Regions from separate parts of the Sus scrofa genome. Here regions 2 and 3 are each linked to region 1. The links are chromatin contacts, called in public HiChIP or PLAC-seq maps. All regions are on one chromosome and are shown on one strand. Each heading gives the region's core, a stretch centred on a gene start, on an enhancer-like site or on the middle of the called end of the contact. The rest is flanking DNA. Distances are from core to core; before and after follow the strand shown.

Region 1 (3,567 bases), core at 667-3,166:
AACACACCTGAGAAAGGGAGAAACATGATGCTCAGTGAAGCACATGCAGAGCCCTCGATTTCACGCTCCCACCTTCGACTCGGCCCTCTTTTCTGCTTCACTGCTCAGATCCTCCTCTCCAGCCAGGCTCCAGGCCCGTGCCATAGCATCCCCACCTCTACCCGCAGGTGGGAGAGCCACCCTCCACTGCCCAGATGCTCTCACCTGCACTGTAGCAGCTATTGTAGGCCCAGTCGGGGTTGGAGGGCATACTTCGAATACATCGGAATAGAGTCTCCTGCCTTCCCTGGCCCTCCCGAGATACCACCTGACCCATGGTGAAAGTCACATCGTGAAACAGGACCTGGCAGGGAAGGGAGGAGACGTTGAAGAAAACCGGATGGCGTGGCTCAGTTCCGGGCGGCCTCAGGAGCCCCGACAAGGCAGCTGAGGAATGAAGAAGGGCCCCCTAAGTTTGGTGTGAATGGCGGTTGGGACCCCCCAGTCCTGGGGCACGACAAGACTCCCGGGGAACACCACTCCAGGCCCTTGGGGGGGCTCAGGGTATGTTTGGGGTTACCTGGCTGTACAGCAGATAAACTCCAGCATCCCAGACTCGAACAAAGTATCCTTGGGCCTCCAGACCTCTCCCACGCTTGAGAGCTGGTTGCCACATGAGTTCTGTCACATCCGAGTCCTCTGGAGGCGAGGAGTGTGGCAGTCAGAATTTGGGGGCGCACGCAGCCATCTTCTCGTCGTGGGCCCAGGTACCAGCCCCACAGTTCCTAGATCTCGCCCGTCCCCCCAAACCATTACTGAAAACTGCTCACCCTTGGAGGTGATGTTAGTGGGAACGAGATGCAGAACTGAGCGCTTCTCTGAGGAGAGAAGGAGGAGATCTGAGCAGTGCCCACCTCCGCCCCCCGATGCCCGGCTGTCAGTCCTCCACCCTCACGCTGGCTCGGGGTCGCCTTGCCGCTTGATCACCTCCCACCCCTGCTGCACCCCAGAGGCTCACTCTTCTGTTTACGGGTGAGCACGGCTCTCCTTCTCCGGGATCTCTCCCCGTTCTCCCAGGCTTCCGCGCCGCCAGGGCTCTGTTCCTGCAGAGAGGGTCGGGGTTAGGCCAAGATGCCGGGGTCCCGGAAAGCCTTTCCCCCGGCCCTCCCCCTGGCCCAGGAAGGCCTCCCATCTCTCCTGCACCTTTCCCCAGCAACCTGAGTCTTGGTGCTGGCTGTCCTCCAGGATCTGTTAGGTACGAGAAGCATTAATCTTTAACAATTTCCTTTCCTGGAACGGTTGTCCCCTTGACCTCCAAACCCGGGACCCTCTCTCACACCCATTGCAAACGTTGCAAGAGGCCCGGAGACCACCCTGCCAGCCATCCTTCTCTCCCAGCGGCCCTTCTCCCTTCTCCCCTCACTCACCTGCTCCCAGAGGTTCTGCCATGGATCCCCTTCCCCCTTCTCGGAGGGCCCTCCGGTCCTCTGCAGCCGGGTCACCTCTCTCCTTAGGGTTTGCAGCTCTGTTTGTTGGGTCAGCAGAACCATGGCACAAGCCACAGCCCCCAGAGCCGCCCCCCAACTCAACCAGAGGGCAACGGAGCGAGCCGGCTCTCGGATGGGGGCCATGTCTCCCAGGGGCCCTTTAGGGGCTGGCAAGGAAGGAGATGAGGCTGGCATGAGCTGGGGACCCTGCCAACAGCTGTGGGCTCAGGAGTGGGGTGGCAAGGAGGTGACCGGGAGGGTGGGGGTGCAGAAGGGAAGAAGGGCGTTACGCAAGGGAGAAATAAAAAGGAACTTGAGAATGAAAAGGACGGAGGCAGAAAGCAAGCTCAGGGCACTGTTGGTGCTCCTGGCACCCTGCTGCGGGGCCAGTGTTGTCCCGAGACCCTCCGCCAGCCTCAGGAGAATTTAGTGTCAGTTTCTCTAGGAAGCACGGGGCTGCCAGTGACACCCAGGAGGAGCGGCCAGAGCGTAGGAACCCCGGGGCGGCCCCAGAAGTGGGGGAGGGAAGGTTGGTTGGCGGTGGGGCATGGTGCCAGGAGCCAGAACGGAGGGGCAAGCTGGGCAGCGTGGAGGTCAGGGGGTGAGCGTGGAAGACCCTCTGGCCAGGGCCCAGGCGAGATCTCCGGGGCGGTTGCTAAGAGGGACGGCAGGTGGGAAAGGAGGGGAGGGGGTCAGTGAGGAGGAAAACCAGGGTCGCGGAAGCAAGAAGCAACCGGCTGCGTTCTGGGGTTAAGGCCAGGCCGGGTGTGTTGGAATAAGGCCTGCGCTACTCCCTGTGCTGAACTTGGCAAGCAGGACTTCCTGTTTCCCGAGAAATGCTCTTACATAAGGCTCTGGACAAAGAGAGAACGAGCTGGCCCCAAGCACCCTGCTGCTGGACAATTCCTCCCCTGGACGCAGGGGTGCAGCTTCCCGGATTCCTGGGCCCCCGGCGGCCCGCTGACCGACCCCGAGCCCCCGCGCGGGCCTGCTCGAGCGAGCCCCACGTCCCAGCCAGGGCTTGTGCCAGCACCTGCTGCACGTCCGAAGCTGCCAAGAGGAAGGGCCCTGCGCGCAGGGATTCCCCGCGGGAGGAAGCCCGCCTCCTAGGTAAATGAGGCTGCCTCTGCTGGACCTTGGGCAGAGGACTGATTTTTTTCCTGGCACTTTGCCTTTCGCCTCTCTGCCTCCTCTGCTCCCGCCTCGGGCTTGGAGGCACGGAGGTCCCCACTCCCAAGCCTGGGGGTCGCCCCAGAATTCGAGGTGCCCTGTGCCCAGCTCCCCTCCCGCCCCCGCCCGGACCCCCTTCCCATGGCCCTCGGCTAACCCGAGGGTGCGCCCTCAGCCCCAATAAAAAGAGCGGCCGTGGCTTAATCTCTTTAATCTCCACTTCTCAACATTTTGTCACAATAATAATAAAAATAATATCTGTTTTAAAAATCCACAGGGAATGATCAGGGGAGGGGCTCGTCTCGGGCTCTTCCCTCTGACATTCGGAAACTCCCAGCCTCTTCCCGGCCCGGGCTCTCTGGCCTCCGGCCCTTCCTAGTGCCTGAAGACGGCTGTTCGGGACCCATGTCACCCAGAGTGCAGTGTCCTGGGGGCTGCGGCCAGGAGCTACATGGGGGTTTGGGAGCCAGTGAGGGGGGAGAGCCAGAGGTGGGGGGAGTTGTCAGGACCGATGGGACTCTCTGGGTGACATCACGTGAGCGAGCCCAGCCCGGGGAAGCCTACACGGAGGGAGAGGCAGGTCTGGGGAGGAGCAGCCCGGGGTGGGGCGGCTGCTGGGGAGCCCGGGGCCCCTCAGTGAACTTGGAAGAGTCCAAAGTAGGTGAGGAAGGGGGCAGCCTTGAGGTGGGCCCAGGGGAGGGTGCGGATCCGCAGGGAGGACCCCGGCCGCAGGGGCAATAGCCCAGACACCTGGCAGAGACGGAGCTGGGGCCCGAGGGAACTCGCCGCCGTGGCCGAGAACTCCTCCAGGCAGCGCAGGGCCAGCGTGTCGTCCACCAGCAAGTCCAGCTTCAGGTAGACGGCCTTCCCCTCATCAAAGTGCACCTGGGGGGGCGGGGGCGGAGTCCAGGCCTCTGCTTGCCCTTGACCC
Region 2 (3,629 bases), core at 629-3,128, 150 kb after region 1:
TCTGGGGCAGACAGCCCCCGCTTTCCGGGAACGGGCAGAAGGGGGTGTGGGAGTGGTGGTGTGCACGGAGGGGATTCTTTCCTTCTGTAGATATTTTCCTGGCACGGGCACTGCCCCTGTGCGATTGGTTGAGGGCTGGAGGCGAGGCACTCTCCAGCTGTGGGTGCCTGGGTCCCTGGAGGCCATCTGAAGCTGGGATCTTGGGAACGTCCGGGTATCAGGGTCTGGAAGACTGAACCGCTGGGGCTGGAACTAAGGGGCTAGATGTTTCTTCCCCACGAGACAAGTGGACTCTGTGGGCACATGTGCCTTAGAACCAGAGGCTAGGGTCTGTCCTCGTCTTCACAGCTCACTTTTTGCTTGGAAGTGTCTGTACCTGAGAGATGAGAGTGTGGGAGCCCTGGGAAGGGAAGGGGAGGGCCGGGGGCGGGGAGGAAGGATGGGGGGGGAGCAAAAGGGATGGGTTGGAGGCGATGAGGCTCTTTCTGACCCTTATCCCCCAACTCACTCCACTGAGAGGCTCAGAAACCCCAGAAGCAGGACGGTTCCCGAGACAGAGAGGAGCAGAATCCTGGCTTCCCAAAGATCGTGACTTCCTGCAGGGAACCCGGGAGGCAGTGCATGATCCTGGGGACCACATGCATTGAAGCTGGGGGAGCCCAAGAGCTCAGAGATCAGGGTGGGGTGCTGCCAGGGGTGGGAGTAAGGACCTGGGAAGCAGCGCTTTCGGGGCCAGCAGTGCACCTCGAAGCCCTCGCAAGTGGAGCAGTTGTACAGGGTGGTGCTGCCCCCTGCAGGAGACAGCGGGACCAGCGCTGGGTGGGGAGGCCTGGGCTCCACCCTTCCAGAGTCCCACACTTCCTCCCTCCTTTGGGGCCCCCCCGCCGCAGGCCCCTTGCCGGAGCTACCCCTTCCCCTTCCTACTCACGACAGGCGGGAGCGCAGAGAGCTGAAATGAGAGGCAAGGAGAGTGGGGGTCGATAAACTCAGCCACACACTCCTTTGCCCGGGTTCCTAGGCACCCCTCGATCCCTCCCTGCATCTGTACCTTCCCTGTTGTACTCCGGAAGCTTGGTCTTTTGAAGCCACCGCCAATATGCAGGGAGTGGGGAGAGAGACCCTTTGATCTCTGGGGAGGCAGGGAGCAGCTATAGTGCCCAGGGCCTCCGCAGGAGCGGTTCCCCCAGCGTCTCCCCATCACAGTCTCCACCTGCCTCCCCAGCCCCCTCCTCCGGGGCCAATCCAGGTCCCTAGGTTGAGCCTTCTCCCTTGACCTCACCCACAACCCTCAGGACTCTGTGGGTCTTCTCCGTGACTTTGTTCATGGACGTGTCATCTGTGGAGATGAGAGGGACGGGGGATTCGCTCAGCAGCCCAGAAGAAACTTCTGGGGCCCTTCCTGACTTTTTCCCAGAGTCCCAGGAAGCTCTCCCAGGGGGAGTGGCCAGTGCGTCCAGAAAAGGCTGTGGACGGAGGAGGAGGTAGCTGTGGCACAGCTGGGAAGCCAGCTGGGTGCTGCCCCCCTTGGGGCACAGGGGTGACTATTGCTGGACCCGTCCCTGGATGTCTGATCTTACCTAAGGCAAAGGCCGGAAAGTTCCAGGAAGCCTCACAGTCCTTCCACTGGGCCTCCATCTGGCTGCAAAGCTGATGCAGGCGGCCGGACAAGCCGTGATCTGGGAGGCGGCAGAAGATGCAGGCCTCGGCAGCCGCCAGGAAAATCCCACCCAGTACCAGCATCCACATGGGGCCCAAGGAGGAGAACCGGAGGGGTGCTGGCCTCACCTAGGCTGGGAAGGCCTTGGAATGCTCTGTGACCCTGGTTACAGCCCTTTGCCTGGAGGTTCTAGAGTGTTCCGGGACAGTTGGAAGTTCTGGAGCATCCCAGAACAATGCCACTGCTCCATCCCTGGCGGGGGTAAACCTGGGGCCCAAGGAACTGGGCACCAGAAGATACCTCTAGTAGGAGATGGGCAGAGAAAGCAGGGCTTCTGCTGTACCCCCAACCTGGCCCTCAGCAGCCTTTACAAGTTCGCGGTTCTAAAAGCAATTTTATTTGTCTTCTTGTAAATCGTGACCAGTGATAAATAGCAAGCGACTCCCCCAGTGAAGAAGTCGTTTGTGAGTATCCCATCCCCCAGGGACCCAGAAATCCCATCCTTTTCCATAGCCTCCCCCACTCTCTCAAACTCCTCTGTTCATCTCTCTGCCCTGGACAGCCTTGGGCCTTCCCCAGCTATCTCCTAGCAACAGGCTCATGGTTGCCCTAGCAACCGAGAGTTCTATACAGGGCTCCAAGGCCCGGCTGAGCCCCAGTGACTTCTCTCACTTCTCAGCAGCAGAGCCTAGTGACTCAAGGCCCGGCAGGCTCCTCCTGCCGACGTGGTGATGTGAGACACATGTGTGCACGCACACCTGTGATTAAACTAATTCTCAGTCTGCTTCCACCCATGGTGCTGGCACACCTGGTGCCAGAACAGTTGCCAGGCAACCCCGAACAAGCCTGCACATGAAGAGCCCGCAGAAAGACCAGCACACAGACACCATCTCCAGCAACACAGATGGGAGCCAGGAGGTGAGGGCCCCACACATCATCTGACCCACTGGCTGGCAGGCACGTACACATGCCTGAAGCGAAGGAAGACAGGCCAGGACCCAAGAACGTGCTCCCGCCTCCCCCCTGGGCAGCCCCACCATCAATATGGGGTCTTTTAAGATGGGAAGGATGCTCCAGCCCCACAGTTAATGGGGATTCTCCTAGCTCCCTTGTGGCCACCTAGGGTGGGGCGTAGCCTTTCTGTCTCCCTCAGTGGTGGCTTGGGACATGGCAAAGGATCTCCCTTCCCGTGTGTCGGAGTGTCCTGGCCTCTCCTTGGTCAGGCCAGGCCAGGCCAGGCCACCAGCTCCAGGAGAAGTCACAGTCTAGGAGACCACATTAAAGCAATCCAAAGACCCTCTTTCCCCAAACCCTGAGGGTCCCTCCACAGGTCTGATAAGCCCAGCCCTGCAAGAGAAGTGTCTCCACCTTTCCAGACCCTGAATACCGAGCTCCAAGCAAGGAAACACTGGAGGTCCCCAGGCTCAGAGGAGAAACAGCCAAGGGAAGCTTCCCTACCCCTCCCAGGATTAGCATCAGTCCAGACCCTCTGGTCTTGTGGGCTCTGGTTTGGGGATTGCTGCCCATATCTGGGCTCCAGTCAGGTGCAGTGGGACTCCTGACTCTCACAGCTCCCCAAGCAGAGCCAGGAAGAGGCCTCAGGAGAGCCTTCATCCCTTTTGGCACCCCCTTCTTTTTCCCCTTCCCCCCCGCCCCGGTCAAACGGAGGGCAGCGTTCCCAGTTCAGTTCTTAGTGCCGAACGAAGCGCAGAGATCGGGAGTTGAGCAGATCTTCGGGGTCAGGGAAGACGGAGTCGAGACGGAAGCCGTGCTCCAGGGCCACCCGCAGCACCTCCTCCAGGAAGCTCGGGGTGCCCACCACCTCCCGTGGCTCTCCTGGCCCCCCAGTCCACAGGGGCTGCAGCCCCAGTCTCTGGTACTCCACTTCCGGGAGTTCCGAGGGGCGGGGGGCCCACTCCAGACGAAAGTGTGGGCCTCCCTCCGCCCTGTCGTCATTGGCCACACCAAATCG
Region 3 (3,611 bases), core at 452-2,951, 170 kb after region 1:
AAACCCGCCAGGGTGTGTACCCGACCCATGGCTGTGGCCCGCGACCTCCCCAGGGTGCTGGTGGAGCCCGGAGTCGAGGACTGCTGTCCCCCCAGGATGCGCGGGGGGCCCAGAACCGTGAACCATGATTACTCCGGGGGGCAGCCCGGCGCCTCCTTCGACTCCTCCGATGCCTCCTAGCGCGTCCCTGGTTGCCCCTCCAGGGGATGCTCCCTTGAGGCTGCCAGCAGCCCCCAGAGATTCCTGCTTCTCCATGGCCCCACTAGGGGGCCACCCTCAGCCACCCCGCCCCGCCTCCCTGCTCCACATAGCCCCGCCCCTAGCCCCGCCCCCACCGCGGCGGGAGCGGGCCCCTTGGGCGGGGCCCAGGCCCCTCCCCCCCGCGCGCCTGGGAGCTGCGGGGGGCGGAGTCAAAACTATCTCGGGACCTCAGGCTGAGAGCTTCGCTACGTGCCCCTCCCTTTCTGTTCCACCCTAAAACCTTTCTTTGTCTCCGGGATTTGTTCCCGCCCTTCTCCCTCATCACCGCCCTCATCCGAATTAACCAATCATAGCCAGGGGTCCTGGTCATGGGGCGAGAAACCTAATTGTGATGTCACAGCCCTCCAACCTTAGCTTGAGCTTTGGGAGAGTTGAGCTGGGGGCTTAAATAGCTTTGGTGGGGAGGGTCTTCAGGAACCGTCAGGGCCACTGCTTTAAACTGCCTGCCGGGATTCCTTTGGACTCTACTCCTGGATTAAAAAAAAAAAAAAAAAAAGAAATCTAAGTTTGGGAGTTCCCCTTGTGGCACAGAGGAAATGAAACCGGCCTAGGATCCATGAGGACACCCGTTCGATCCCTGGCCTCGCTCAGTGGGCTAAGGGTCCGGCATTGCCATGAGCTGTGGTGTAGGTCACAGAGGCGGCTCCGATCCCCTGCTGCTGTGGTTGTGGTGCAGGGCGGCAGCTGCAGCTCTGATTGGACCCGGAGCCTAGTCCGGGAACTTCCATATGCCTCAGGTGCCGGCCCTAAAGAGCAAAAAAATAAAATCTAAGTTTAGTTGGACTGCGTTCAAGATGGGTTCGACTAGAAACACCTGCGAGCCTTTTATCCCTCAAAAGCCGGCCCGCTCTGCCGCTCACAAGAGTTGTGATACAAAGCGGAGGAACCGCGACACTGTCGGGAGACACATCCGGTCTCAGGGCGTGGATAGCAAGAGATTTTTTATTATAAAGCCACTGGTTGCCCTGGTCTGATTCCTCAGCCCCGGGTCACACAACTTCGTAGCTACGGCGTGAAGGAAAGACACCTCCTCTGGCCATAAAACGAATACTTCAAGGTGTTGGCTGCCTCGACGAAGGCGGGGTCGTCGGTGCCGCTGTCGCAAAGCTGAACGTGTTTGGGCTCCACCCCCCCGTCGTAAAGTTGCCTGGGGCAGTCGTTTCTCCCACTGTCGCAAAGCCCCCTGCCGGTCTTCACCCGTCTCGGAGCGACTCCGTCACCTCGCCCGTGCCGTAAAGCAAACCTGCCCGACCCCGTCGTCCTTTCTGCTCCCACCGTGGTAGTCCTTAGTTCCCCAGCCCGGGATGCTTCATTGCCCGGCAGTGCCGTAAAGCATATCTGGCCCCAGCCCCCGGTCCTATTCCCTCAGGGTGTCTGTGCACAGCGGTTGCCACGGTGCCGCCAAGCGCGGCTGTCGCGCGGCCCCGGTGTCAGCGGCGATGGCGGCGGGGTCGGGTGGGAGTGGGGGCTCTGGGGGAGGCCCCGGGCCGGGGCCGGGTGGGGGTGGGGGCCCCGGCGGGAGCGGCTCAGGACCGGGGTCTGCCGGGGAGCTGCACCCGCGCACCGGGCGCTTGGTGAGCCTGTCGGCCTGTGGGCGTACAGCGCGGCGGCAGCAGCCGGGCCAGGAGTTTAACCACGGGCTGGTGTTGAGCCGGGAACCCTTGCGCGATGGACGCGTCTTCACGGTCCGCATCGACCGCAAGGTGCGGAGCAGGGGCCGCGGAACCGAGATATGGAGGGTGATGGGAGGGGACCAGAGGGAGATGAGGGAGGGCAGTCTTGGTAGCCCACATCGCCGGGTACCGAGAGGGAACCGACGGGCAGGACACCAGGTGATGGCAGGAAGGGAGCATGAAGCAGAATCATGTCTCAAGGAGAAGCAGACAAGGAAAGCTTGAATTCCCTCAAGATCCTGGAGCAGGGAAGGGACACGGGCCCCCCTCACTATAGCAACTAGGGAACAGACCTCCTGAAAAATTTGTGGGAGACGGAGGAGGGAGAGATGTCAGAGATGTAGGTAGCAAGGAAAGAACATCCACTGAAGGACAGACTCACCAATTGGGCCAGAAAGATGGTTGAGGACACTCAGGGAGAAGGAGGTGTGTGTGCATGTGTCTGATGTGGTGAAGGGCCAGGCGCACAGAGGCAGATTTGGGAAGAGAGGGAATTTGAGTGCAACCAGAGCCTCGGAGAGAATTAGGTCGGGAGGGAGAGCGTTATACACGAGAGCAAGGAGTGTGGGCATGGAGAGCTATGATTTGGTAGTTGAGAGGCCACAGAGACCAGGGAAGTTAGAGGGAGCAGCAGGCGGGAGCCAGGGTATTTAGCTGGCATGGTGGGGAAAGGCATGATGTCCTAGAGGACAGAGCAGAGTTGCTAGGGGACAGTGGGTTGAACAGTCCCCTGAGACCAGAGTCCAGAAAATTATTTGTGGGACTGGATCTCTGGGTGGTGATGCCTGTTGTCCTAAGAGAGAAAAGCCGGTTAGCTTGGCTGAGAGGTGGAGGGGGGCACAGTGGTCTGTGAAGTGTGGTTTCCTAGTGGTGGGAGACACCCATTCCTGGCCCATCCTGAGCCTCTGTCCACCACCCCATCACAGGTCAACTCCTGGAGTGGCTCCATTGAGATTGGGGTGACGGCACTGGACCCCAGTGTGCTGGACTTCCCAAGCAGCGCCACGGGGCTGAAGGGGGGCTCGTGGGTAGTGTCAGGCTGCTCGGTGCTGAGGGATGGACGTTCTGTGCTGGAGGAGTATGGGCAGGACCTGGACCAGCTTGGCGAAGGGGACCGTGTGGGCGTGGAGCGCACGGTTGCCGGGGAGCTGCGGCTCTGGGTGAACGGGCGGGATTGCGGTGTGGCCGCCACGGGCCTGCCCGCTCGTGTCTGGGCCGTCGTGGATCTTTACGGCAAGTGCACCCAGATCACCGTGCTTCCCCCTGAACCAGGCTTCAGCCCCCCCACTCCCATCCCCACACCTCCCCTCGAGCCCTCCGCCCCCCTGAAGATTCTGCCTTGGCTGAACAGGGGACCTCTGGGGATGAAGGTGAGAACACAGCTAGGGCAGAGGTGGAGGGGCGGGGCAGAGGGATTGGCTGAAGGCGTGGGGGAGATGTAGTGACAGGCGAGGCTGGGTTGTGGGCAGGGCCACTCAGGCCCCTGAGTCTGCTGAAGGGGAGAGCAGGGGCTAGAGGAGGGGTCTCCAGGCTGTGGGCCCTGCGGCAGGGGCTAAACCCTTATTCCCCTCCCACCCCGCCTGGTCCCCAGCCTTCATGGTATCCCCAGCGCAGGCCCGGCCGGAGACGTTTCCCAACAGCCTTGAGTCGCATAATGGTGAGGGCTCCGGGGAGGCC

What was found. HiChIP or PLAC-seq counts read pairs in DNA pulled down with a chosen protein or histone mark.
Region 2: a contact with region 1 is called in an H3K27ac HiChIP or PLAC-seq map of alveolar macrophages. The contact joins the promoter of TMEM95 here to the promoter of TNFSF13 in region 1. A contact is called at or near these places in 1 of 5 promoter capture datasets (fetal skeletal muscle), 11 of 47 Hi-C or Micro-C datasets (blood, embryonic fibroblasts, epiblast stem cells and 7 more) and 2 of 2 datasets of contacts at active chromatin or transcription factors (alveolar macrophages and skeletal muscle).
Region 3: a contact with region 1 is called in an H3K27ac HiChIP or PLAC-seq map of alveolar macrophages. The contact joins the promoter of NEURL4 here to the promoter of TNFSF13 in region 1. A contact is called at or near these places in 1 of 5 promoter capture datasets (liver), 1 of 47 Hi-C or Micro-C datasets (skeletal muscle) and 2 of 2 datasets of contacts at active chromatin or transcription factors (alveolar macrophages and skeletal muscle).

What each region holds. Positions count from the first base shown.
Region 1 is chr12:52,852,592-52,856,158 of Sscrofa11.1, reverse strand. It overlaps TNFSF13 (TNF superfamily member 13), which reads right to left and starts at 1,916. Exons shown (of 6, transcript NM_001112690.1): 1 at 1,407-1,916; 2 at 998-1,082; 3 at 810-857; 4 at 560-678; 5 at 205-343; 6 at 1-7. The coding sequence starts at 1,661. It overlaps TNFSF12 (TNF superfamily member 12), which reads right to left. Exons shown (of 7, transcript NM_001112691.1): 7 at 2,832-3,521. The coding sequence ends at 3,270.
Region 2 is chr12:52,699,368-52,702,996 of Sscrofa11.1, reverse strand. TMEM95 (transmembrane protein 95) reads right to left here and starts at 1,878. Exons shown (of 5, transcript XM_021067820.1): 1 at 1,578-1,878; 2 at 1,280-1,336; 3 at 1,049-1,129; 4 at 929-949; 5 at 1-791. The coding sequence starts at 1,746. The coding sequence ends at 505. It overlaps KCTD11 (BTB/POZ domain-containing protein KCTD11), which reads right to left. Exons shown (of 1, transcript XM_003358250.5): 1 at 2,032-3,629. The coding sequence ends at 3,348.
Region 3 is chr12:52,678,248-52,681,858 of Sscrofa11.1, reverse strand. NEURL4 (neuralized-like protein 4) reads left to right here and starts at 1,701. Exons shown (of 30, transcript XM_021067813.1): 1 at 1,701-1,964; 2 at 2,861-3,257; 3 at 3,260-3,304; 4 at 3,526-3,591. The coding sequence starts at 1,701.